Regions from separate parts of the Mus musculus genome. Here all the other regions are linked to region 2. Evidence: chromatin contacts called from public HiCAR-type and promoter capture Hi-C data. All regions are on one chromosome and are shown on one strand. Each heading gives the region's core, a stretch centred on a gene start, on an enhancer-like site or on the middle of the called end of the contact. The rest is flanking DNA. Distances are from core to core; before and after follow the strand shown. Region 1 holds the start of Btf3 (basic transcription factor 3). Region 2 holds the start of Hmgcr (3-hydroxy-3-methylglutaryl-Coenzyme A reductase). Region 3 holds the start of Arhgef28 (Rho guanine nucleotide exchange factor (GEF) 28). Region 4 holds the start of Utp15 (UTP15 small subunit processome component). Region 5 holds the start of Zbed3 (zinc finger, BED type containing 3). Region 6 holds the start of Wdr41 (WD repeat domain 41). Region 7 holds the start of Aggf1 (angiogenic factor with G patch and FHA domains 1).

Evidence for each region. Promoter capture Hi-C pulls out the DNA fragments that hold promoters and counts their contacts. HiCAR-type assays count read pairs that join an accessible place to other places. Capture Hi-C pulls out chosen DNA fragments and counts their contacts.
Region 1: a contact with region 2 is called in a HiCAR-type map of astrocytes, with 4 times the contacts expected there. The contact joins the promoter of Btf3 here to the promoter of Hmgcr in region 2. A contact is called at or near these places in 1 of 39 promoter capture datasets (the C10 cell line), 1 of 484 Hi-C or Micro-C datasets (muscle stem cells), 3 of 115 datasets of contacts at active chromatin or transcription factors (astrocytes, pancreatic cancer cells and pro-B cells) and 1 of 9 other capture datasets (liver).
Region 3: a HiCAR-type map of astrocytes shows a contact between it and region 2, with 3 times the contacts expected there. The contact joins the promoter of Arhgef28 here to the promoter of Hmgcr in region 2. A contact is called at or near these places in 2 of 39 promoter capture datasets (embryonic stem cells and stem cell-derived epiblast-like cells) and 1 of 115 datasets of contacts at active chromatin or transcription factors (astrocytes).
Region 4: a contact with region 2 is called in a promoter capture Hi-C map of pre-B cells, with 2.4 times the contacts expected there. The contact joins the promoter of Utp15 here to the promoter of Hmgcr in region 2. A contact is called at or near these places in 4 of 39 promoter capture datasets (the C10 cell line, hippocampal neurons, liver and 1 more), 5 of 484 Hi-C or Micro-C datasets (B cells, CD4 T cells, CD8 T cells and 2 more), 5 of 115 datasets of contacts at active chromatin or transcription factors (astrocytes, bone marrow-derived dendritic cells, embryonic forebrain and 2 more) and 1 of 9 other capture datasets (liver).
Region 5: a promoter capture Hi-C map of adipose tissue shows a contact between it and region 2, with 2.7 times the contacts expected there. The contact joins the promoter of Zbed3 here to the promoter of Hmgcr in region 2. A contact is called at or near these places in 3 of 39 promoter capture datasets (embryonic stem cells, liver and pre-B cells), 1 of 484 Hi-C or Micro-C datasets (muscle stem cells), 3 of 115 datasets of contacts at active chromatin or transcription factors (astrocytes, large pre-B cells and microglia) and 2 of 9 other capture datasets (adipose tissue and liver).
Region 6: a contact with region 2 is called in a promoter capture Hi-C map of pre-B cells, with 4 times the contacts expected there. The contact joins the promoter of Wdr41 here to the promoter of Hmgcr in region 2. A contact is called at or near these places in 1 of 39 promoter capture datasets (pre-B cells) and 2 of 9 other capture datasets (adipose tissue and liver).
Region 7: a contact with region 2 is called in a promoter capture Hi-C map of neutrophils, with 5 times the contacts expected there. The contact joins the promoter of Aggf1 here to the promoter of Hmgcr in region 2. A contact is called at or near these places in 12 of 39 promoter capture datasets (the 3T3-L1 cell line, the C10 cell line, the HPC-7 cell line and 6 more), 4 of 484 Hi-C or Micro-C datasets (CD4 T cells, CD8 T cells, granulocyte-monocyte progenitors and 1 more), 5 of 115 datasets of contacts at active chromatin or transcription factors (astrocytes, bone marrow-derived dendritic cells, double positive thymocytes and 2 more) and 2 of 9 other capture datasets (adipose tissue and liver).

Annotation. Positions count from the first base shown.
Region 1 is chr13:98,315,541-98,318,871 of GRCm38.p6, reverse strand. Btf3 (basic transcription factor 3) reads left to right here and starts at 1,905. Exons shown (of 6, transcript NM_145455.3): 1 at 1,905-2,247; 2 at 2,574-2,642. The coding sequence starts at 2,122. Gm9828 (predicted gene 9828) reads right to left here and starts at 1,756. Exons shown (of 4, transcript NR_137279.1): 1 at 1,263-1,756.
Region 2 is chr13:96,668,658-96,672,246 of GRCm38.p6, reverse strand. It overlaps Hmgcr (3-hydroxy-3-methylglutaryl-Coenzyme A reductase), which reads left to right and starts at 1,311. Exons shown (of 20, transcript NM_008255.2): 1 at 1,311-1,436.
Region 3 is chr13:98,204,858-98,208,202 of GRCm38.p6, reverse strand. It overlaps Arhgef28 (Rho guanine nucleotide exchange factor (GEF) 28), which reads left to right and starts at 2,038. Exons shown (of 36, transcript NM_012026.2): 1 at 2,038-2,130.
Region 4 is chr13:98,261,037-98,264,285 of GRCm38.p6, reverse strand. Utp15 (UTP15 small subunit processome component) reads left to right here and starts at 1,294. Exons shown (of 13, transcript NM_178918.3): 1 at 1,294-1,411. It overlaps Ankra2 (ankyrin repeat, family A (RFXANK-like), 2), which reads right to left and starts at 1,210. Exons shown (of 8, transcript NM_001271388.1): 1 at 810-1,210.
Region 5 is chr13:95,323,563-95,327,235 of GRCm38.p6, reverse strand. Zbed3 (zinc finger, BED type containing 3) reads right to left here and starts at 2,411. Exons shown (of 2, transcript NM_028106.3): 1 at 1,892-2,411.
Region 6 is chr13:94,974,912-94,978,575 of GRCm38.p6, reverse strand. It overlaps Wdr41 (WD repeat domain 41), which reads right to left and starts at 2,232. Exons shown (of 14, transcript NM_172590.3): 1 at 1,987-2,232; 2 at 1-106. The coding sequence starts at 2,037.
Region 7 is chr13:95,373,404-95,377,013 of GRCm38.p6, reverse strand. Aggf1 (angiogenic factor with G patch and FHA domains 1) reads left to right here and starts at 1,657. Exons shown (of 14, transcript NM_025630.3): 1 at 1,657-2,168. The coding sequence starts at 1,956.

The DNA of each region.
Region 1 (3,331 bases), core at 656-3,155, 1.6 Mb before region 2:
ACAATAACAAAGTCCTTCGATTGTTTTTTAAAAGGCTGGTATATAAATATTAGCAAAATCTGAAGTCCTGGTGCAGCAAGGGTCAAAATAAACATCGTCTTCCTTACAGTTTGGTGATTTTCAAAATCATACAAGTCTTCTATACCATGACAGAATAGGGGAAAAGAAACTAAGTCATATTTCTTGAATATAGGCCTAAAAGATGAGACAGGTATCAGTTACATATTGTAGAGTTTTATGTAAAAATTCAGAAAATATCATGATTAGGAAGTTTCACATACTTTCAGTGTAATATGAAGAGTAAAATATTCTACAGATAAACATTTCTTTAAAAAGAACTAGTTAGCCGGGCGTGGTGGTGCATGCCTTTAATCCCAGCACTTGGGAGGCAGAGGCAGGGGGATTTCTGAGTTCGAGGCCAGCCTGGTCTAAAGAGTGAGTTCCAGGACAGCCAGGGCTATACAGAGAAACCCTGTCTGGAAAAACAACAACAAAAAAAAAAAAAAAAAAAAAACAAAAACAAAAAGAACTAGTTTTACCTTTTATCCATCATATGTAACACAGTCATGTTTTATATATTTTCTGTAGCACTGAATTCTGTTGCCTCATCTCAGTTATTTGGAGAATGGTTAGGTACTTCATAGGGTAGACAACAAGCATGGTTTTCTGAGACAAACTTACTTGTTCGGATAAAAGAAACATTGTTGTTGTTTCAAGAAAAAGAACTTGTTACAATTTTCTACATAGCAACGTAGTTGTCTCTCCCGATTTTTTAAATGACTCATCGCTGTTGCAAGAAACTCTTGTGTAAAAAGGTTTCCAAGGGGAAAAAAAATTGATTTTAGCTAGAGTATTCATTTCGGCAACTTTTCTGGATAAATTGTATTCTCTAAAAATTCTAACACAACTTTCTCTTTGGAATATTCAAAAACATTTCGTAGCTAAGATTGGAAAAAGGCTTAAGCACACAGAATTTTCACTTAACCTCTTTTTCTTTTTCGTTTTTTAATCTTCATATAGGGATTTTCTAAGGTTATCTTAAAATTTGTCTGGGAATGGTGCTAGACGACTATAATCCCAGCATTGGACAGAGGGGCTCTGAGGCCGGAGAATAGCTGTGTGCTTCAGACTAGCCAGGATTACTTATCGAGACACTTTTTAAAACAACCATCAAATTATGCAACAACAACAAAAAACAAAAACAAAAAAACAAAAAAACGACAACCACAATTCGTGCTGGAGTTCGGCAAACTTTAACTCACAGCCACGTTTTTACCCCCAAGCACGCAGGCTCAAATTCATCTTGGAAGAATTCAAGGTAAAGTTTGCTCCATCGTGAATGCTTCATGGTCGAATCCATGACGATTCGAGATCAGGGAGTCGATGGTAGAGGTGTAGAAGGGTTAAGAGGTTACAAATCTTGTTACCCTGTTTCAACCTTGAATAAACCGAATTGCTGAAGGGTGGAGATCTGGAAAGCATTCCGAACATGCTTTCTAGACATTCTGAGTCGCGATTTCTACATCACCCAAGTCACTTAATTTTGGAAAGCAACATTAGCCTGGCTGATTTCGATAGTTTTTTATTTACACCCGGCATTGAGCAGACACTGCAGCCTACTGGACAAAGCTGGACGCCCTACGGGGTGGCCACAGGGCAGACTGATTTAACCACAGCTCTACAGGGAGCCTCACTGTCCGATCTATCCGCGGCCTTTCCCAGGACCGCGGACGGCGACCGCGGGTCCCAGCTCTCCGGTGCTGCTCCCGGCCCGCCGCTGGACGAAAGGAAAGAAACAGCCGCGGACCGGCCCCCGGCTGCGCATGCGCGGCGACGCCAACTCCGCTTCCTGAATTCTGGAGGAAGTGGCGTCGCGTTACTTCCGGCCTCCCTCTAGCTGCCATCTTGCGTCCCCGCGTGTGTGCGCCTTCTCTCAGCTGGTCTGCCCGAGACCCCCTGAGCGTGAACCTTAGTTCCCCGCGCGGCGCCATTTCCACTCCGACAAGGTACAGAAAAAAGGCCGTGGACGCCGGCGTGGGAGGAGACCGGGAGTTGGGGGTGGGGCGGGCGTTTCCCGGCAGGAGCGAGGCAGGGAGGGGACGGACGGAGCTGAGGAAAGCGATGCGACGGACGGGCGCTCCCACCCAGGCGGACTCTCGGGGGCGAGGGCGAGCCAGGGGCGGCTGGCCCGGGGCCGAAGCGACGCCCTCTCTCCCTCTCGGCGGAAGCCGAGGACGGGAGTCTCAGGTACCGCGAGGCCTGCGGAGAGTGGCCGGGCCGGGCAGGCCGTGGCGAGGCCTCGGCCCAGGCCGGGCAGGGCGGCGGGGAGCGGGGGATGCTCGGTCGCCGTGGGGCTGAGCCCGAGGCCGGGCCGGGCCGGGCGGGGGAGGGGCGAGGGGCCCTGTGCGCCCCGGCGAGCCTGGAGGGGTGAATTGGGGATCCAGGCCTCAGCCCGAGGGGGACGACGTTCTCCTGCGAGTGTAGCGGGAAATAACGAGCGTGGAATGCTGGAGGGGGGGCCCGGCCGTTCTTGTTCTTGGCTGAGGATTTTTTTTTTTCCTCTCTCTTTGTAGATGAAAGAAACAATCATGAACCAGGAGAAACTCGCCAAACTGCAGGCACAAGTGCGCATTGGTGGGAAAGTAAGTTTCTTTTTTTTTTTTCCTCCTTTCTTTTTCTCTCCTCTCTCTCTTCCAAAGTTCCGTTTGCATTTCTCACGTTGTTGGGTTTTTTGTTTTTTGTTTTTTTTGTTGTTGTTGTTGTTGTTTTTGGTTTGGTTGGTTGGTTTTTTGGGTTTTTTTTGTCACTTTGCTTGGCAGGGGACATTTCGCAAAGCTAGCAAATCCAAGGGAAATGAGACCAATACTAAGAGACAAGGAGGAGATAGATAGATAGATAGATAGTAGGGGTGAGGTCGGTCATCGAGTAGAGAAGAAAATAGCACTTAAAAACGGTGCCTTGCTTGCAAGAGGTTCAGGATTATGGCGCATATAAACAAATGTTACTGGATTTTATGAATGGGGGGGAAAGTATGTTCTCTGCCAAATCTTTGTGTACCGTGTACCCTTGACTTGTACAATGTTGGGGGTGGTTATTTTGTTACCTTTGAGTTGTCCTGAGATCCAACACATGTTTTGGTACATGCTAGAGGACCTCTCAACTCCCAAACTGCATTCCCACCCCATTTTTTTTAAAAGTAAGTTAACTGAAAGTATTGGCTTTTCCTGTTCTACTTAATGATTAGGTAATTTTATTATTATTATTATTATTATGAAGATCTTCTGCTCTTCTGCATTGCTTTCTGAACTAAATGCTCAACAGACTAATTGTC
Region 2 (3,589 bases), core at 62-2,561:
AGTACTACTGAACATATAGTGTTTTAAGAGATGGCTCATCGGTTAAGAGCACTTCAGTTCTTCAGAGAATTCAGATTCAGTTTCCACTTACATGGCAGCTAACAACCATCTTACGTAACTCCAGTTCCAGAGGATCCCCCACCCTCTTCTTGCTATTCCTTGGGCACTGTTCTGTACATGTAGTGCACAGCAGCACACACACACACACACACACACACACACACACACACACAGAAACAGAGAGCGCACAAAAACAAAAGGAGTTATGTACCAATTGCTCTCTTTACGACATTTCCACATAAAACAGTAAGACAAGTCATAGACTATTACGGAAGTGCTATGGGCGTTCAGAAGAGAGATATGACATATGTTTGAGAGAATCAGGAAAGGAGGTGGCATATGAATGATCCTTGAGGTATAATTAGGATTTCAAAATTTAAAGTGGGTAGGTATATCCGGGCTAAACTAAGACCATGAGCAGGGGTGTCAAAAGCGATTCAGTACAATCGAAGGGTAAGTTACTCTAGGCTAACACAGGGATAGAGTTGTGTAGGTGAAATGGGGTTGGGCCATACTGGAGGCTGATTTAGGGGCAGGTGTATGGCATAAGAGGAAGATTACTGCAGCAGAAACGCCAGAAGCAGAAGGTGTAAGCACCCGAGAGTGGGAAGACCAGTTAGGAGAGGTTATTGCAAGTTTGAGTTAAGGGCTTGATAAAGGCCTTCAGCCAGCAGGAGAGCAGAGGGAATTCAGAGACGACACTGGAGAGGGACTCTTCAGCAAGAATCCAGTGTGCGACAGGTGACCTAGATAGCCGGAGCCATTAGCACTGATGGGTATGTCACAGGGGGTTTGGGCTGCAAGTCCCTGCCACATTTCGTTTTCTTTTTTAAATTCCTCTTTTTTTTTTTTTCAGAGCTCTACTACTTCCCCACAGATCTCTCTACTAACTGGGCTTTTTCTTTTCAACCTTAACCCGCGTTCACGCTCCAACTCTAACACGGTGGCCTCCCGTGGTCTTCCCACGGGGGCAAGACCCTGCAGGTCAAACTCTGAGTTCGGGGTACTCCACCCGCGGCATCCCCTGTTCCCCGCGCGGGCGGCGTCCTTGCAGGCGCCCCTCGGCTCGGAGACCAATAGGAAGGCCGCGATGCTGGGACCCGACCCGTCATTGGTTGGCTCTGCCGTGGTGAGAGATGGTGCGGTGCCCGTTCTCCGCCCGGGTGCGAGCAGTGGGCGGTTGTTAGGGAGACCGTTCGTGACGTAGGCCGTCAGGCTGAGCAGCCGCCCGACGATTGGCTAGGGGATCGGACGATCCTTCCTTATTGGCGGCCCGCTGGCGGCCTGGAGCGTGCGTAAGCGCAGTTCCTTCCGCCCGGGGCTCCGTTGGCTGGAGACGGCAGCTGGGCCGGCTTGGCCTCCATTGAGATCCGGAGGTGAGCTGGCGGACGCTGGGGACCGGCGGGACAGCGGGTCTCGCGCTCCGCCTGGGCTCACGAGGCGGCTGCGAACCGAGGGGACCGCGAGGACACGTCCTTGAGGCCCGGCGGCAGGGCGGCGGCCAGGGAACCCGTGGGCCGGGTGGGCCTGAGGGCCAGTGCAGCGACGGGGCGTCCGTGGGTTCAGTCCGGAGGGCGCTGTGCTGACCCGGCGGTCACGGTCATCCGTGTACGAGTGCCTGGCAGAGGGGACAGCGGGAGCCCTAGAGAACAAGGGTTCACGCCCAGGCGCTGCCTTGCGGCAGGACCCGTCTTTAAAGTGATGGAGATGTAGGCTGCAAATTGACCCGATCCGCGTGGGTACGGCAGGTTGTGCTCTTCCTAGTGGGCCCGGAGGAGGATGCGAGGTCTGTACAGGCACAGCTAGCCCTCCGAAGTCGGTCTCTCGACCTTTATGTTATAGTCTTTCTCCTAAGGGGCGTAGTCTCATTGATACTGATGTCAATTTACCTTATGCACCTATTGGAATTATTTGGTTTGAATGAAGAAAATGGCCTTAGAGGTTCGCAAGTAAAACAGTAGACTTCTGAGGTTGGGCGAAGTTAATAGTCTTTCATCGAAAGCGGACAGATGGAAATCTTTCCTCTCTTGAGGTTGTATCTTTTCGGGCTAAGGCCTGTAAAGGCACAGGAAACGTCTGTTACTGGCTCTTTACTTACAAAGTCGTTGTGTACAATTAAAGCATCACACGAAGTAGGGAATACATTTTGTTTGGTTACTTGTGATTTATTTGTATTTTATTTATCGTAGGGCAAAAGTCTTGGATCTACATTGGGCTGCGTTTTGTGGGCTTACTTGGTCGTAGTGCCTTTCTAGAACTTGACCAGGCAAGATAAAGGGTGTGCTTGCTCACACTGCTATATTTTTGTCTAATTTGTAGACTGTGAGCTATATTCTGGGATCAGTTTCTGAATCCTTAAATCTATCTTGAAATTGTGCTTTTTTTTTTTTTTTTAAGTTCTTAAAATAGTAGTTCTTTATGGTTCCACTTAATACTTTGGTCAGAGAACTTGACCATGAAGAGGAGATGGACTTAGAAACTGGTAATGTATGGTAAAGTTGGGTACAGAACTTGTTTTCTGTGCAAGGTGATGATGGCCCCCTTTGATGGATGGGTAGGTTAAGAATGCTGAGTGTTCATCCTGTTGGGATTAGACGTGGCTACAGTGTAGGATTAGGGGGTCTTACCCTCAAAGGGACAACCTGCACATATCAGTGTAGATATTTTCTAATCAAAGAGTGGGTTGTGTACTACCGGAAGAATGAATGGACTGGAAGAATCTCAGAGAAGCCTGTCTCTTGGCAGTGGTTGGTGGTTCTATTCCTAGATAGAATTAGAATTTAAGTCTGGTGAGTTTAAATTTTCAGCCATTTGAGGAGTCTGTGAAATGTTTGCTGTATACTGTATTTGGATAAGTAGGCAAGTTCTTTTATTGCAGCGCAGCAGAAAAGGGACCTTCCGAGCTTTCATAAACTGCTACACCGGTGTCACTTTGCCTAGTCACAGAGAAATGGGAGGTGCTCCTGAGAGACAAGTTTATAATTACGGTTACTTTTGACATACCTTTGTAACACTGCTCAGTTTGTAGTTCCAGGTAGGTGTGGTTCTCTGTGCTTGGTTGGATTGTGGAACAGGATTTTGTGTAATTTTTTCCCCTCAGATTATTTAATAATAATAAAAAAAGACAATGTACGTGCAGGGAAGAGTGGCAAGATTGCCAGGCCCCGGGAACCGAGCAGGGTGGGAGGTCTGGTGTGCCTGGGGTAGTGTGGGTATGGGGTTACTAGTTGGTCATCACATTGGGGCTCCTCATGATAGCAATTTACATTTTTCTCAGCGGAATCACTTTTAATAGTGATGAATAAAATTGACTCGTTAAGGAAGACTATTGAAGCTTTGTGGTGAAGGGTGGAGGACTGGAAGTGCTTTAGATTTACATTTGAAACTAATTTACCTTCTGAAACCTTGAAGCCAGTCTTTTCCAACAGTTTGCTTTAGTTTCTGATTTTAAGAGATTCTGTGAGAGAGGCCAGTGGACATGTGGTTTCTCATGAGAATCCTAGACAGGTTTAAAGTGTTTGTTCTTTAA
Region 3 (3,345 bases), core at 789-3,288, 1.5 Mb before region 2:
AGGCTAAAGATGAATAGAGGTTGGACCTCCAGATGAACTGGGAAACTGCGGAGGACTCATGGGAAAGCTGGGCCGATGCCAGTGGAATTACCCACCTGCTAGCTTCCTGGCTGAATGTTTCTGGTCTGTGACCTAAGAACAGGAGAGCTTGAATTTTAAACACATGCATTTCCAGCCTAGCTCAGTCCCAGTGTGTCCTGAGCGACCTGTATCTGCAGAATAGACAAGCAGATGCAAACGGCTATTTACACAGGGATAGCTTTCTGCCTCAGGCAGTTACTGCTTCTCTCAAGGTTGGCGGAGCATGTGGCTTAGAGTTTGAACCTAGAGAAGTTGAAAGCCAAGTACTTATTTAAATATTGATCACGCTCAGTGCCTGAGAGAGAGCAAGAAAACTGCAGCCGGTGGGATTACATGTCCTCTACAATCATGCTGAGAGCATTAGGGACAGTCTCCCTCCGTTTGCTTCTTTTTCGTGTGGAAGAGAGCCTTGGGCTAATGTCTTACAATACCTGTTCCTCTTCCCACAATTCCTTGCCTCTCTCAAGCTGTATATGACAGAATCAACTAAAGAAGAAGAAGAAGAAGAAGAAGAAGAAGAAGAAGAAGAAGAAGAAGAAAAAGAAACAAAAGAACAACAGCAACAGAGGGATCAACAAAGGCTTCTTTTACAAACTTTTCCGCTAACAGGCTTGAAAACTACTTGTGTGTGGTGTGTTGATTCAGCCAATCTCCAGTTGACTTTTTCACATTGAAAATATTGATGTTCGAGAAAAGTGTTATTGCTTTTATTTTTTATCTTCGGGACTTCGTAGTTCTTCAGTGGAGAACACTCTTCTTTGGGACCTAAGGTTCTGCAGTGTGACATCAGAGGATATGAATACAAGTGTCAATACTGCAAGGCCAATGTCAGGTCCTTTATAAAGAAGGAAGGGCAGCGTTTGCCCTAAGACAGGGCTAAAGACCTCAGACCCTGGGTTTTGTTTTTTTGTTTTTGTTTGATTTGTTTTTTGTTTTTTTGGTTTTTTTTTGCCATCCTGCCATTCTTTAGGCTCTGGTTAAACAGGTATGTTAGGAGGGTGGCCCAGGGCATCTGGCAGTGATGGTTTGGGACGGGCCAACACATCTCTCCTGTCCATGTAGTCGGTCTGTCTTCTTGAGAAAAATAAAGGTAATATTAAAGGAACTTAGAAAAGTAGACGCTTAATTTTATCTTTAAAGCTGGAATAATCATCTTAAGCTTATTTTATAGTAAGCTGTACAATGGCGAGACTTTTCACTCGGGACAACTCAGTGCTAAGTGCCTCAGTGCTTTAAGATCCAAGGGGTCCTTTCACATTGTTAGGTGTTGTAAAAGTGGCTATGGCTTTCTCAAAAACAAACAAACAAATGTTGGTGCCGTTTAGGCACCTGTTTGCATAAACGCATAGGGAATCGAGCCTGCAAAGCTTTGGGCCAGAGGAACCTCCATCATCCTCATGAATTAGAGGGAGTCGGCTGTTTTAAAATAGTACTTCCTATTGTAACAGACCCGGGCACTATTATGTCCCGGGTGTGGTGGCTTTGAGCTGAGGACAACCCGAGCCTCCCTCTGGCCTGGCACGGCTCCCTTTAGGAGCCGACCGGCCAGCTCCTTCCTCCGGCGCCACTAGGGCGTGGAGGCCCCCGGGGCGAGCGGGCGCCGCCGCCGCTAGGGTGCAACCCTGCCCTGGCCCAGCAGGTCCCGCTCCGTGCCCGCCGCCGGAGGAAAGCCGAGGCGACCGGCCGCCGCCCCGCGAAGGGAGGGGGCGGCGGAGCCGCAGCAGCTTCAGGTTTCCTCCTGGAGCTGGTGGCGGGCGCGGCCATGTGATGAGGCGGCGACGAGCCCGGCTGGCCAGAGGTGGGCAGGCGGGGACCAGGGGGCGCAGGGGGTGGCCCCAGCTGTGGGCGCGGCGGGCGGGCGAGCGGGGGTGGGGTGGGGTGGGGGGAGCTGCGGCTCCGCCCCTCGGTGCGGCCAGCGGAGCGGAGGGGCGTGGGCAGCTGGGGACCGGCTTCCCCGCTCCGGGCGACGCTGGCCGGCGGGTCGCCCTCGGCAGGCCTCGGGGACAGCGCCTGGCCAGGGCTCCTGGCGTTCCCGAGCCACAGCTCCAGGTAAAGGCGGATTACGGGAGCCATCCCTCTTGTCTCCCCGCAGCCCTGGGCGAAGTTTGCCCACCGGAGTTCTCAGGGGACAAAGTTTCTCTAGGGTCCCCGAGGACGCAGGGGTCTGCAGAGGTGGTGAAAGGCTGCACTCTGTCGGCTGGGCAGCCCGAGGAATGGGCGCCGCCTCCTGGTACCTGGGGATGGCAACAAGTGCATGGCGCTGCCGGGTCGGAGGCAGCAGCTGTGAAGCGCAAACGGGAGGCAGCGGCCACCCCTCACCCTCTCGGGCAAGCGGGGTGGGAGGGGGCAGAGGGTGACGGAGCTCAACCAAAGCTAGTTGCAAGCGATGGAAATCAGAGGCAGGCGGCTGGAGAAGGGTGAACCTCGAGAGCCTGGTTCTCCTCTTCCCATCTGTGTTTCTGGCCAGCTTCACCTATATGCTTGGTGTGTGTGTGGGATGTACCCCAGACTGCTGGTCAGTCTCAAGTTCAGGACATTTATTTCTTGTGGAAACGTTTGCTGAGTTTATAAAAGCATCTATGGTCATCTTGTTTGGGAGGGGCTTTTAGCATTGGGTGGGAATCCGTGCGCTTGTGCCATGAGTTTCTCTGGAATACTCGGTTGTGGGTGGTAGGGGTCACAGGTGGAGAAGGCGTTCTCGCTTGCTGTGAGCTCTGTGAACGCTGGGTGTTCAGACCACCCAGGAAACCCAGCTCTGGTTTCCCAGACACCAGTTAGGTTTCTAAGGGAGACTACTTTAGGAGCCCACAGAGCCTGCCTATTGGTTGCAGCTGGGTGGGCCCAGGGGAAGGGTAACATCTGTGTTTGCTAGCATCTGACTCCCTGACCCCTGCTCAAGTGCCAGCCTCTACACACTCCAAGTTGTAGAGATTGAGCACTCGATTCTGCACCAAGCAGTCAAGAATTACAGTTATAAAGAACGGACACACTGCTTTTCTGTACTTTGCCCTCTCGTGTTCCTAGACCCTGAAGCTGTCTCAGTAAAATGAAATTCTATTCTCAACAACACAAACAAAATCAAAGGCTTGCCCTAGTTAGGCTCTGTGGAAACCACTTTGAACACGATAATTCAAGCTCTGATAACCTTTCCTGGGAAGCTTTCCATAGCTCTATTTTGAGTTTTTATGTGAATGTTAAAACAAATAGGTGTTTGTCTAATCTTGATGAATAGTAGCGCTAACTCCTTTGGAGTGTTTGAAGGAA
Region 4 (3,249 bases), core at 45-2,544, 1.6 Mb before region 2:
GTGTGGGTTGAGCCGCAACTCCACCCCCTCTCCTCCCCAGTTCTCCCAGGGGATGTCCAGTGCTATTCTCTTGAAAACTTCCTTTCAAGCTCCCATTAAAGGGGGAAAAAACTGCCAGATGGAGATCTTTTTTCTTTTGACACGAGGTCTTACTTATTTTGTAGCCTCGACTCTGACTCCGGAGTGCTGGGATTAAAGGTGTGTACCACCTCCCTCACCTGGTTTAAGATCACTCTTAGGAGCCACCGCACACAAAACCTACCTAGTGCCTCATATTTTCTGATCTTAATTTGGACAATTTTTTTTTTTACAGTTTCTTTCCCATATTTTCTAATTGGGTCTGATAATTTATTTTCAACACCAACTAATTCGATGTGCTAGACATGCAAATCACGAGTTTCCCGAGACTCAATCCTTCCTAAAATGGGGTTAAAATAGTCACCTCTTTGCGGACCCCTATAGAACAATAGGTTTCAATAGACGGAATTACCAGTCTTTGACCAGAGAACAGGAAAGGAAAAGGGAACGGTTATCTAGACTGGATTACAGAGATAAGCAAAGACTGTTGATTCGCCAAGACTTGAAGCACAAGGGAGGGAAAAAACGAAATGACAGAGATGGTGAGAAAGAGTTAAGAAAGAAAGGGTGGGTAGGCTCGCCAGCCAGACGCCTGGGAAGGGAGAGTATAATGCAAGCAGGGGGCACAGTCCCCAATGGAAGCTAATCACAGAGGCTTCGGGTTCTTCCTAATTCTTGAAATTGTCCTACAGTGGGGGCAAAGGTGCTATAAAAAACGAAAGGCGTCTCACGGGCGACAGGTGTCCGGGCGGGCGTTCCCGCTCTACGGCCGCGGGGTGACACCCGCTCCCGCTCCGACGCGGCGAGCGGATCCGGGGACAGGGGCCGGTCAGGCGGGTGGTACACGCGCCCTGAGCTCAGCGGGAGAGCGGCTCTGGCCTGGCCTAGCCAGATCGGTCCCGAGCCCCGGGCCTGCTTCGGGCCCAGACGTCACTTCCTATCTTTTATCTCCTCTGGAAAAAGCCCAGAGCGTTCGGTGAAGGCGAGACGACTCCCAGGGATCGCTTCTTGTTTCCCTAGCGCCCCGTAGCCCATCCTCTCGGAGAACCATGGATCGCCTCAGTTCCGGGTCATTGGAGAGCGGCCCGGGGCCCCGCCCAGGGCCCCGCCCACCAGGGCGCTTTCTTGTAGTTCTTTGGGTCGTAAACCTTCTGCGCCTGCGCTGCACGTCATCTTCCCGCGACGCGCCTCTGCGCCTCCGCGTTTCCGGCTCCTGGACTGTCCGCGTGATTTTGAGCGAGTGCTGCAGAGCGGTATGCTGTAGGGAGCTGGCGAAGTCTGGGGAGTCGTCCTGGGGATCGGTGCCTCGGTGGACCCTCGGGGCCCCGCGGAGGTAGGCGATGGCGGCTCCCGGTGGCGGCCCAGGCTCTGCTCAGTCCTCACTGTGATCTCTGACATCCTGGACGTCTGTTCTGGGGCTTCCCCCGGAGATCACTGAACTTATCTGCCTCCGCGATTTAATTTTGACCCAGGCTTTGCTCCTCTGTAGTCGCTCTCCTAGCCACCTCTGTCAGTCCCTGGAGCAATCTCTTCTCCAAGGCCAAGGACAGAATTCTGTTTTAGTGATTTGAGGATGGCTGGGTATTCGTCCCTCTCTGCACCTCCGCTCTGCTTCTTTTGTGCCCATCGTGCCACATTATGCTTAGAGACCCCGCTGAAATGACATTATGTCCAGGTAGAATTAAACATCTCCCTCTTACATGTTCTCAGTACCCTTCAGGGTTTATTTGATCACACCTTGTGTCGTAATGCCTGTTATTCCGTGAATCCCAGTTTCTTAGGTCCTGACTTGGTCCAGTGATTTTCCTAACATTCGTTTTCATAGCATCTCATTGCTTGTTCTGTCTTCCCTTGCACGTCCCCGCCAATGCTGTTCTTCATTTGTGTAACTTAGCAAGCCAGCGCTACTTCTCACTTCTTTCCTCGAAAACCTTTCATTTCTTGAAAAATAGACTTAGGAGGTACTATTCCTGGGACAGATCTATTCCGGTGCCTGTTTTTATCTAGTGAGCCAATAATGGTTTTTGCAGATAAACATACTGTCTTATGTACAGTGATTTGGCTTGAAACTAAATGAAATAGGCCTTGACCTCAAAGAATTGTATTTCCTTTCAACAACAACAAATGCGTTTGTGAGTACTAGTGAAAAAATTTCTTGCCATGTCATTAACTATAGAATATCTTCTGCTTTGTCGGTTGGTTGGCCAGACCTAAAATATTTACCATCTGGCCCTTGATAGTGTTTGAGAACACCTGTTGGAAGGCAGAGAGGGATTTCTGAGGGACAGAATGACTTCCTGTGCTGACCTTAAATAGGAAGTACGTAGTGAAAGGGCATTCCTGGTATGTTAAAGCAAAAGTGAGTGTGAAGTGAATGAACCTTGGTTTGCTCTGCTTCATCAAAATAGCAATTAGAATAAGTTAAACTGATTGCTTTGGTGCTGCTGATGTCGGCTGTGCAGGCTTTTCAGAGTGGACAGAGAGTATCGTCGATATAATCGTCCATCTGATACTCCCGACTGTCTTCAGTTGAATGCTTCTCGTGTTAAGAACTTAGATTCTTCTTCTCCTTCTTTTTTTCTTCTTCTGTCACTTTTAAGTTTCCTCTGTTTAGGTTTTCTTTCCTACAGTTTGAACCTTTCACGTTTAATTTTATGTCTGATGCCAGCACATTATCTCTAATTTCATCTTAAGCCTCTACACTTAAAGATTAACTTTGTTTTCCTTGCTTCTTTTGTCTTTTAGGAAGTCAGGTCAGTCTGTTGTGTTTCTAGTTCTGTATTCTTTCCTTTGACAAGAAAGTGAATGTTCCAGCCCTGCATGCTTTTCTGGTTTCAACTACTGGAAGGCTAAGTCTTATTTACTCTCAAGCATTGCCGCCTGCTCTGGGAGGTTTAAGGACATACATATGCAGCATATATGTGTGTGTGTGTGTGTGTGTGTGTGTGTGTGTGTGTATGTATGTATTATATATATATGTGTGTGTATGTATATATTATATATGTGTGTGTGTGTGTGTGTGTGTGTATGTAAATGTATATATGTATATAGATGGGCCAGTATGGTACCCCAGATCTCTATGCTTCAAGTGTCTCTTCCATGATTTCAATGAGATGGTTTATTGGTCATTAGTCTATAAAGTTCCACACAGCCTTTTGAAAGAAAGTAGAA
Region 5 (3,673 bases), core at 1,162-3,661, 1.3 Mb after region 2:
ACTGGGTAGGCCAGAGGCCAAAGAACCAGGAAATGTTTTCAAAAGGAAACAACTGAGGTGCAGTCCCGTTTGACCGATCCGATCGCTTCAGCCGGATTTGCCAGGCAGAGCAATAAACAGGGGTGTGTTGATTGAGCCTGGATCTAACGGGAAAAACTGAAATTCACAGATTATGTGAAACACTAACGGCCTGCGATTACTTCATCCAACAGAGGTTAAATCAAAGCACACATAATTGAGTAATTAATTACCCTCCACAGCCGCAGTGCCAAGGAGCTGTAATCCACTCACCTGTGATCTGCCCAGCTCTGCTCACCTATCAGTTTCCTGCCATTGGGCTCATTCATAAACAGACCCAGACAACCAGGACTATTCGTCTGTAATTATTAGCCTGAAGGCATAACATGAAATTAAAAGCTGGGGAAGGGGCCTGAGAGATGACCGTGGTTCTGAGCGCTGACCGCTCTTCCGGAGGGCAGAGCTCCACCCCGAGCCTCCCAGTCCAGCTGCTCCAATAACTGCCTGTAAGCCAGGCTCTGTGGAATCGGACCCTCAGGCATCCTCATGGTCATGAGCACACGGTGGTGGGAGCATTCCCATAACAAACTTTTAAGTCAGTGAAAATGATTGCAACGTATTGTGAAGCAAAGAGCTAAGTGGGAAAATATTCAGAAAAAGATTTTACATGGGCTGTTAAAAAAAAATAAAGTACTGGATTCATAGCTATTTAGTGAAGCAAAAAAAGCCACGTGAATGCTGTAAGCTGAACTCTCAGCTATTTCTACCATTAGCTAAAAGCCACCAAAGCACTATTAAAGCCTTGTAAAATAATGCACTATGCCCGAAAGTGCACCTTTCTTTCAGCTCTGCATTAATATATATGTATATGTACACATACATATACACACACATGTGGCTTTTGAATTATGTGGTATGGATTAGCACTTTAAAAAACAACATTTCCTATGCTTCTTATTGTCACTTGCCTTGAACTATTTGAGGCCAAAGTGTGCACTAATAAACAGTACTGGAATCACCAGGAATTTAATCCCATGAATTTAATCCAAGCCCTTGGGAGGCAGAGGCAGGTAGTCTCTGTAAGATCCAGGTCAGCCTGGTCTACACAGGCAAGTTTCAGGTCACCCAAGGAAACAGACCCCGTCTTAAAAAAAAAAATAAAATAAAAAATTCAGAACACCACTAATTATCTCAACTCACGAAACTATTCAACAGCTGTTCTAAACACCTTTGGAGCTCAGCAATGGCAGGTACTTTTTTTCCAATGAAGGAAAATCCTATTCTTTTTAGTAAAGCTTTAAGCCGGCCACAGAAGGCTTGCACAACCAAAGGCTCCAGTGAGCCAGGCCCGGATCAGGAAACTCTTTTGTGTCCAGTGGAGGAGGAGATTCTGGTTTACTCTGGTTTACACCGGTTTTCTTACAGCCCCCCCCCCCCCCTCCACACACACACACAGGTGGGAAACATTAACCAAGTCGCAATTAGCGCATGAGGCTCAAAGTCACTCTCCACCGAGGCAACTTTACGGGGACAGTTCCCCCTCTTCCCCACCCCCCACCCCCCGGAGCTGGTTAACCAAAGAGAGCGGAGACGCTCCAGAAGGTTCCGGAAGCCCGCAGGCTGGGCCCCTCCGCCAAGCCTGGGGTGGTAGGCATCCCCTGCAGACCCCGCGGCTGCGACCCTGGATCCCACGGCCTAGGGGCTCCCGAAGTCCCCGAGGTCCTGCGTGGCGTCCCCCGCACCCCTCCACCCCGCGGTTTCTCCGATCCCGGACGTCCCCGCGGGCCCCTGAGATCACTGCAGCCCCTGGTGTCCCTGCGGTCGCTCCCGCCAAGCCAAGCCACGCCACCGAGCCCCAGCCAGCCACGCTCACCCGGACGCCGCGATGGTCGCCCCTCGCCTCCGGGCTCCTCGCAGACATTTTGTCCTGGACGGAAAAGGCCGATTCCCCCTTAAAGACACAGCGCTCAATTTGCGCGTCTCGGGGCGTCCATGGGGGGCGGTGACGCGTGGTCTGGACGCCGGGGCGCCGCTGCTAAACCATCCGGTCCGGGAGGAGTTTAGAGTAACGGATGGAGAACTAGTTTAACGAATTGAAATCTGTCGGAGGTTTTTAAACGGTGCAATAATAGCGCAGGGATGCTGAAAGCGTTTTAACCGTGGCTCTGCACGTTTGCGCGTTAACCTTCCAAGCCCTTGGATTCAGCGGGTCCAGATCCTCAGCTGGGCGCACTGCTCGCTCGCATTCTTACAGATTAAGGCCTCTGATATGGCACTAGTCAGAAGTCCTTGCAATCAAGGTCTTAGGAGGAAAAGGTGTCCACCCAAACCACCAGCACAGGGAACTACCTTTGTCTTCATTATATTCAGTTAACAGCGTCTGCGTGATTTACAGTTACATCAGCCGCTAGCGGCTGCGTTCTAAGGCGGGTTTCTGCATTCCACGCTCCAGGTGGAAAGAGAAACCTTTTTCAAGACCAGCCCGCTGAGGTGCGGGCGAGAGCCTTGGGGCTTTGCAGGCTGACGGGCAATCCTGTTGTGTAGCGTTTTGCTGTTCCAGCCGTTCAAATATTCCCACCATACAGATTTTTAATCTATAAATAGTCGCAAGGAAGTGACTTGCCAAATTCAAGAACGCACCAGTTAGCTCTTAACGCACAGCTGGCACGTTCTGCCCTTCATTCATAAAAACAAAACAAAAGTCACTAATTTGTTGCTTTTTAATTTAGTGTTTTTGCGTGGTGGTGGTGGTGGTGGGTGTCTGTGCATGCATGGGTGCAGTGTCAGTGGAATCCAGAAGAGGGCGATGGATCGGCGGTAACCGACTCCCCGCCCCCCCACCCCAATCATCTCTTCAGCCCACATACTGCTCTGCTCACATTCTATTAGTCAAAGTAAGTCACATGAACAATGGGCACGAAGCCTTGCTAGAAGACAATAAGCAAAAAGATATAAATGTAAAAAAAACAAAAAAAAACAAAAAACCAAAAAACCAAGAAATTCTTTTGTAGGTAATACAATCCATGTTAACTGCTTTGGTTCAAGTGGCGCTGGGGAGGAGCACCTTGCTCATGCAGAGCACGTGTTTTGCAGTGGAAATATTATAACCCTCCTCACTTAAACACACACACACCTGATAGACCTATTTGTTGACTTTCTTCTATGCCAAGAATTTCAGAGAAAAGAAAAATCTTGTTGGGTATCACGAAAGGAATACTTTTGCAATGGCGAGATTATTAGATTCCCCTCTTTCAAGATTGACCTAAATGTTTTCATACAATATATTTTGATCATATTCTTTTGTAACCCAGCAAACCAGTAAAACAAACAAACAAATGAACGAAAACACATTTTAAAAAGTGTGTAAGGATTCTCTAGAGTAACAGAACTTACAAACCGAATTCCTCTCTTTATATAGAGAAAGGGGGAAGTTTTAGAATGACTTACAGGCTGTGGTCCAGCTAACCCAACAGTAGCTGTCTATGAATGGAAAATCCAAGAATCTAGTAGTTGTGTCTCAGCTGGTCTTCAATAGAAGCTGGAATCCTGCAGGAGTAACCGCCGCCGCTGGCGATGGACTTGCCAGTTAGGCCAGAGTACAGTGGCAAAAAGCAAAAAGCTGTCTTCTCCCGTGTCCTTATATAGGCTTCCAGCA
Region 6 (3,664 bases), core at 983-3,482, 1.7 Mb after region 2:
CGAGCCTCACCAGGAAGCGGACAATGTCGCGATGAGCCTCCAGTACCAGCAGTTCAGTATAGGGGTTCTGACCTTGGTCCTCTCCTATTGTCTGCAAAGCAGCTTTCTTGTAATGAAAAAAAAAAAAACCCACAAAACACAAAACATAAGCATAAAATGATTTTAACTGCACAGTATCCATGCAAGAACAAAAGCTTTTAGAAGCCACAAGATATTATGTTCTAATGCTAATACATACCAGTTCTACATGGAAGTATTTCTCTTATCAAAACCTTTGGTGTTTTCAAACCACAATAAACTTGTAAAGAGTAAACTTTATTTTGTTGAGTCTCAATAAACCCGACTTTAAAACTACTGGGCCAATCAACTCAACTGTTGTTTCTCAATCAAAGTTTGTTAGGACCAAGGAGCTAGCTCAGCAGGTAAAGGCACTTGTCACTAAGTCTGATGACCTGAGCTCCGTCCCGGGGACCCTCATGATGGAAGGAAAGGAACTGACCCCTACAAGCTATCATGTACATTCTCTCTCACACACATTCACATACTCTCTCACACATACACGCATACTTACACACATGCAAACACAATGCTTTCAGACAGACATATGCAAACACAGATGCATACACTCAAACATTCAACATGTGCACTCCCACACAGAAACACACGCATAAACACACATAAACACACACACACACACGCTTTGTTAGAAACAAAGCTGCAGACTAAATGAATCAAATACAGACAAACGCAGCCCACTGCAAGCACTCAGATGTCTGCTTTAATGATTAAATGTAGTAGTGAAAGCAGACTCATGTGTCCTCTGGGCGACAAGACTGGGGGACAGGTCCTGCATGCAGAGTCCTCCAGAAGGCAGCACAGCAGCCTGTGCTAACGACACACACCTCGTAACTTAACTCTACAGGGGAAGTCTCAATTGGCCCCCTTTCTGGAGGCAAATTCAGTACAATTTCACCATAAGAAGCTTTGTTCTTAACCAAGGTTTCTTAAGTCTGACAAGCGAGTTTGGACTACGTTAAGTTTCTGTTCCTGAGACCTCTCCTGGGTGTTAGGATAGACAGCAGCATCCTTCTTCTATACACAGTGCCCCCATCACACCTACCCATGGCCAACAGTAGACACTGTACTATCCTCTGGGGACAAGATTACCCCAGGACTGAGAATCACTTAGACTGGAAGGCTGACTGTAATTCATAAGTAATGTTCTCTCATTCATTAGGAAAAATCACCAGCTCTTATAGTGTACATATTCAAGGCAGTTACACAATTGAAGTACTTTTGTGTGGAAAAGAAAACGTAAGATCCAGCATGCTATCCCATGGTGATGGTTTTGCATTTATCTGGTCTCTTTTCTAGCTGTCACTCAATTATGTGAGAGTTTTACCAGGTATGACAGAACTGAATAAAATAGTGTATTCACTAAATAAGCAAATAGTCAAATATATGTTATGTGTCCATTCAATAATCCACAATTCTTCCATAACCCTAAGGACTTCAAATTATATAAAATAAGTGATTTAAAAAAATCACGTGTCAATGTCAAAGCTATGAGGAAGTTAAAACTGCCAAGTTTGCAATAATCCAAACTGTAAAATGCTTCCTATAAGGAAGGAAGTGTAACACAAATTGTTGTGTGGCACATGAAGTAAATTTCAGATGTCAACATTTTTAAGGTGACAAAATTATTTTTTCAATGTGACGATGAGACCATACATGTACTAAATAAACAGAAATCATTTTCTCACTTAGCTTCTCGGAAAGCAACTAGTTAAATTTACGTTCCTTAAGCAAATTCGAGTCCCGGCTGAGAAGACTTATCGGTTCAAATAAATCAAGAGTGGCAGTCACTCCTGCTGGTTTGTAGTTAAGTCCCAGTTTCTTAGCAGAGGCCAGGTGGCCCTGAGCAGCCGCTTCCGGCGCTCGCCGCAGGCCCCGCCCCGGCCCCGCCCCCGGGCCCCCGCGCATTACCTCGGCTAGGCCCTGCGGCTCGCGGCCTCCTCCGATCAGCCAGCGCAGCATCGGGCCGGGGCGTCCGCGGCCCACGGAGCGAGGGCCGCCGCGGCGCAGGTGCTGGGGCTGCGGCCGAGTGAGCCTGGGGCGAGGCAGCGGGAAAACAGAAGTCTCGTTGGGGCGCCCGCACTGAAGGCCGCGACGGCGGAGGCGGAGGTTCCGCGTCCCCAGTGAGCACGCGCGTGGGCGCCGCGCGGTTGGCGCAAGAGCTCAGGTCGCTCGGGCGCCCCCTAGTGGGCGTGCGCTGCGGCCATGTCGCCGCAGGACCAGCGCTTGTCTAAATCCTGTGTAGCTACGGCGCCCCTTAAACACACTAGCAAGTCTCCTGGTTTCCCAACAGCCAGATGGAGAGGGTGTGCCTGCAGTAGACTTCTGCTCCTGGACGAATCTAGTGGCGTTCTTGTACACCAAGCAGCCAACATTGTGTGCCACAGAATAAGGACTGTACCAAACCCTAACGCCTCCCTTTTTACAGACCAAGAAACTGACCCGCTTAAAGATTAAGTAATGTGTCTAAAGATAAAAGCCAGCAGGTGGCCATGATGGAATTAAGACTTGCTCGGTAAACTTCAAAACCGGTTCTTACACATTGCCTGGACTGTCTTCCAAAGCAGGAAGTATAAAGCGAAGGAATCCGTTCCCTGGCTGTGCTGCTGAAACATGGAGCGACATTTCTAGCTCCAAACATTCTATGTCAGCCTCTAAATTTTCTTAATAGTTACACGACTGGTTATACAACCTGGCTTCGTATCAAAAATTACCTGGACACTTTTGAAAATGTAGACTAGGAAAAGCAATCTCTAGTTGGCACATAGAAATCAAAGTTTGAGGGGACTAATATCCAATATATATATAAAAAACCCAAGAAGGTAGACTCCAGAAAATCAAATAACCCCATTAAAAATGGGGCTCAAAGCTAAACAAAGAATTCTCATCTGAGGAATACCGAATGGCTGAGAAGCACCTGAAAAAAATGTTCAACATCCTTAATCATCAGGGAAATGCAAATCAAAACAACCCTGAGATTCCACCTCTCAACAGTCAGAATGGCTAAGATCAGGTGACAGCAGATGCTGGTGAGGATGTGGAGAAAGAGGAACACTCCTCCATTGTTGGTGGGATTGCAAGCTTGTACAACCACTCTGGAAATCAGTCTGGCAGTTCCTCAGAAAATTGGACATGGTACTATCGGAGGATCCCACAGTACCTCTCCTGGCCATATATCCAGAAGATGTTCCAACTAGTAAGAAAGATACATGCTCCACTATGTTCATAGCAGCCTTATTTATAATAGCCAGAAGCTGGAAAGAACCCAGATGCCCCTCAACAGAGGAATGGATACAAAAAATGTGGTACATTTACACAATGGAGTACTACTCAGCTATTAAAAAGAATGAATTTATGAAATTCCTAGGCAAATGGATGGATCTGGAGGGCATTATCCTGAGTGAAGTAACTCAATCACAAAAGAACTCAAATGATATGTACTCACTGATAAGTGGATCTTAGCCTAGAAACTTAGAATACCCAAGATATAAGTTACAATTTGCAAAACACATGAAACTCAAGAACAATGAAGACCAAAGTGTGGACACTTTGCCCCTTCTTAGAATTGGGAACAAAATACCCATGGAAG
Region 7 (3,610 bases), core at 408-2,907, 1.3 Mb after region 2:
CATTTGCATGTCTCACATCTGATTGGTTATATTCTCAGTACCTCATTAACATGTCCGGGCCAGGCAGTGACTTGGCAAAAAACTTTACTGCATATGTACACATTGGTTGTTTGCCCAAAACTTATGCGTGGTAGCCAGCAGTAGCCAGTGCCACCTGGCAACGGCACATGTGGCTTCCCACATGTTTATGTGTGTTTTGGTACTGGGTATCAAACCTAGGGTCTCACTTATGTTAACACAAGCTTTACTACTGAGCTAAACCCAAGCCTAACTCTTTGTTTCTTACTAAGATTGTTGCTATTCTTCAGGACAGCATATTGCTATGTTGCCTAGGCCAGACAAGAACCCAGGATCCTCCTGCCTCAGCTTTTCTTGCTCTGCAGCTCTGGCAGGCCAGGGACTTGCTCTGCCACAGGCTGTCAGTTCACCTGCCTCTGTCTTCTGAGTACTTGAATCACAGGCTTGTATCACCACATGTGACTCTGTACTTTTGAGTAAAGATTTTATTTAACCTTTGTAGCCGAACACTGGAAAAATTCACAAAATGAAAATAAATACTTCTCTTCAGTCTTTTAAAAAGCCCCATCGTATATATTCACTGTACACAGTACTGTGTCGCATAAGGGCATTTTCATACTTTTTTTACATTAAGTATATTCTTTCCTTTACCTTGGCCTCATTTCTCCCCCTTACTAATCTCTTCTCTTCCCCTACACAGTTGCTGTTACTCTCATGTCATAAAAATAATTATCTTTATCCTTATCTATTTATGCTATTAGCAGATCAGATAATATAGATAAATGATTTTATAAATCTATACAAAACCTAGGAACCATGTGTAAGAGAAAACACATGGTATTTGCTTTTCTGGAACTGGCTTAATTCCGTATCTCCAGATATATCTATTTGTAAATATAAACCATTTTGCTACAAATAACTTAATTTTATTTTAATTTATCGTTTAAAAATACATTGCGTATATATGCCATATCTTCCTTAATTCACAACACTGTTGTTAGTCACCTTGTCGGGTTTTGTAACTTAGCTATTATAATTAATATGCCAAGTCTCTCTGTGATATGTTGACTGGGAGTCAGGAGTGGCTTTGCTGGGTCACATACTGACTATGTATAAAAGTAAGGTTTTTTTATTCATATTTTTTTTTTTTTTAAAAAAAAGGCATCCTACAGAACCATCGCGATTATATGGTTGTTTTATGGTAACAGACTAAAGGAGAGCTCATAAGTAGTCCTCCAGTAACAGGAACGGGACAGATGATAGTGATGGTCTTGCAAAGCTATGTAAAGGACATGCTCTTAACAAAGCTATGTCGTGTGAATCCCTTTAGTCTGGGAAGAGAATTCAATGTTAAAGTTCCCATTATAAGGCGAACTTACAAAGTGCACTTCTAAGAATACTTGTACATTGGAAGAACCCTCGATTTTGAATGGGGAAACATTTCACCAATCGGACTCAAACTCCTACACTACAATACAAGGGAAACAATCGGAAGTAAAAACACAGGCCGTTGTTTGGGCACATAAACACCAATTTGTACCCAGCTCCTAGCCCCGTGTACCAGCGCGATCAGACCCTTCTAGCTTTCCGTCGCTTCCTTTTTCCGTCTTGGCTCCGCCCTCCTCCGGCTTAGCGTTTCCGGCTCAGCCCGGAACTAGAGGCTTCCGCTGGGTTCGCTTTAGTTCTCCCGTCCGCTGGCTTCCCGGAGACTGTCACCGGGCGGGTGTCCGCGCGGCCCGGGTAGAGTCGGCTTCGTCCCCAAGCTCGCAGTCCCGGCCGCCGTCTTCGGGGGCGACATGGCCGGGGCCCGCTGCGGTCGTCCGAGCGTGAGGCCGCCCCTCGCAGCCCGCGCGCTCCAGTGGCCCCTGGGCCAGTGGGCCCCGGTGTCGTCCTAAGCAGCCCGGTCCGCGCCCCGCGGGCTCGGCGCTCACGGCCGCATGGCCTCCGAGGCGCCCTCGCCGCCTTCGCCTTCTCCGCCGCCGCCCGCCTCTCCGGAGCCGGAGCTGGCGCAGCTCAGGCGGAAGGTGGAGAAGTTGGAGCGCGAGCTGCGGAGCTGCCGGAGGCAGGTGCGGGAGGTGGAGAAGCTGCTGCAGCACACGGAGCGACTCTACCGCAACGCCGAGAGCGACAACCAGGAGCTCCGCACGCAGGTACGCGGCTGCCGGGGCCAGACCTGCTCCACGGACCCTGGGAAGTCATGACAGCCCAGAGCTGGTCAAAATCCCAAAGACCTGTGGAGCCAGTTGGCCAGTGCCAGCCAATTGGTTTGGGCAGTTGTCTCAGGGCAGGCGAGAATGAACTTCAGCATGGGCTACATGGTCTTGATCGTCTGTCCTACTGGCAATGGGCGCATTTATTTGGGGGGGGGGGTCACGTTTAAGAGTTTTTTGTTATTTGTTTTGTTTGGTTGAGTTTTTAATTCTTATTTTGGTTGATACGAAATCTCCATTTGGGGCCTTGAACTTGCTGTGTAACAGAGGATGACCTTGAAGTTCAACTTTTGATCCATGTCAACACTTCCCAAGTGCTGAGGTTGTGGGCTTGCATTTTTCTCCACCGCCCCCCCCCTTCGCCCCCCAAACACACACATTTGGGATTCAATTGAGAATCTACGCAGGTCAGCCTGGCTTAGGTCTTAAAATGCAGCCCAAGTTTGACTCAAACTCAGACTCCCTCCTAGGCTGGGATTTCAGGCATGAGCCAACACCCACCCATCCCCTTTTGAGAACTTAGAATGCCATTTCCTACCTCGTGTTTCCCTGCTGTTTATAAAGTCAGGGTGATAATAGTGTACAGCAGTGACGTTTAAAAGCAGGAACATAGTTTAGTTTTACACTCTTGAACATACTCCATGTGTAAGGTGACCTCAGTTATCCTCTTGGGTTCACTTGTAGGAAGGTACATCCGCCTTTCTTACAGATACTAGAAATGTGTTTCATTTTCATAATCTGTAGTGAGGCAGATGCTTGACAGTGATGCTTAAAAAACAATACAGTTTTACCTTGTTCATTGAACAGTTGCATATTATCCTAACAAGTTATTTCCAGATACTTAATTTTAACCTAATGTTTTCTCCATAATTTAGTGTCTTATAAAACTACATCTCTAGTCTAGATACTGAAACGTCATCAGACTTTGTCATCCTGTTCTTTATATAGTGTGTATAATGTCTGGGTGGTGTATTTATGCCTGTATGCATGTAGAGGCCAGAGAGTGACAGCAGGTGTCCTCTGTCATTTTATCTTATTCCTTTGACAGATTGTCTTCCTTAACCACGACCTGACATTTTTTGGCAAGTCAGGCTGCCCACAATCCTCAGGGATCTCCTGTCTCTACCACATACAGTTCTGGACTTACACATGTGTTGGAGACTAAGCCAGCTTGTTCTGTGGGTGCTGGCATCTAAATTGAGGTCCTTATGGACTGCACAGCAAGAGCTCTTAAACAGTAAGCTGGCTCGCTCCTAATGCGTGCCCCCATGCTTACTTGCCCTCCCTCCTTCTCCCCCCCATCTCCTGTCTTGCCCTCCCTCCCTTCCTCTTTCCCTCCCTCCCTCCTGTCCCTTTACATACTATTCTTAAATGAGCTCAGA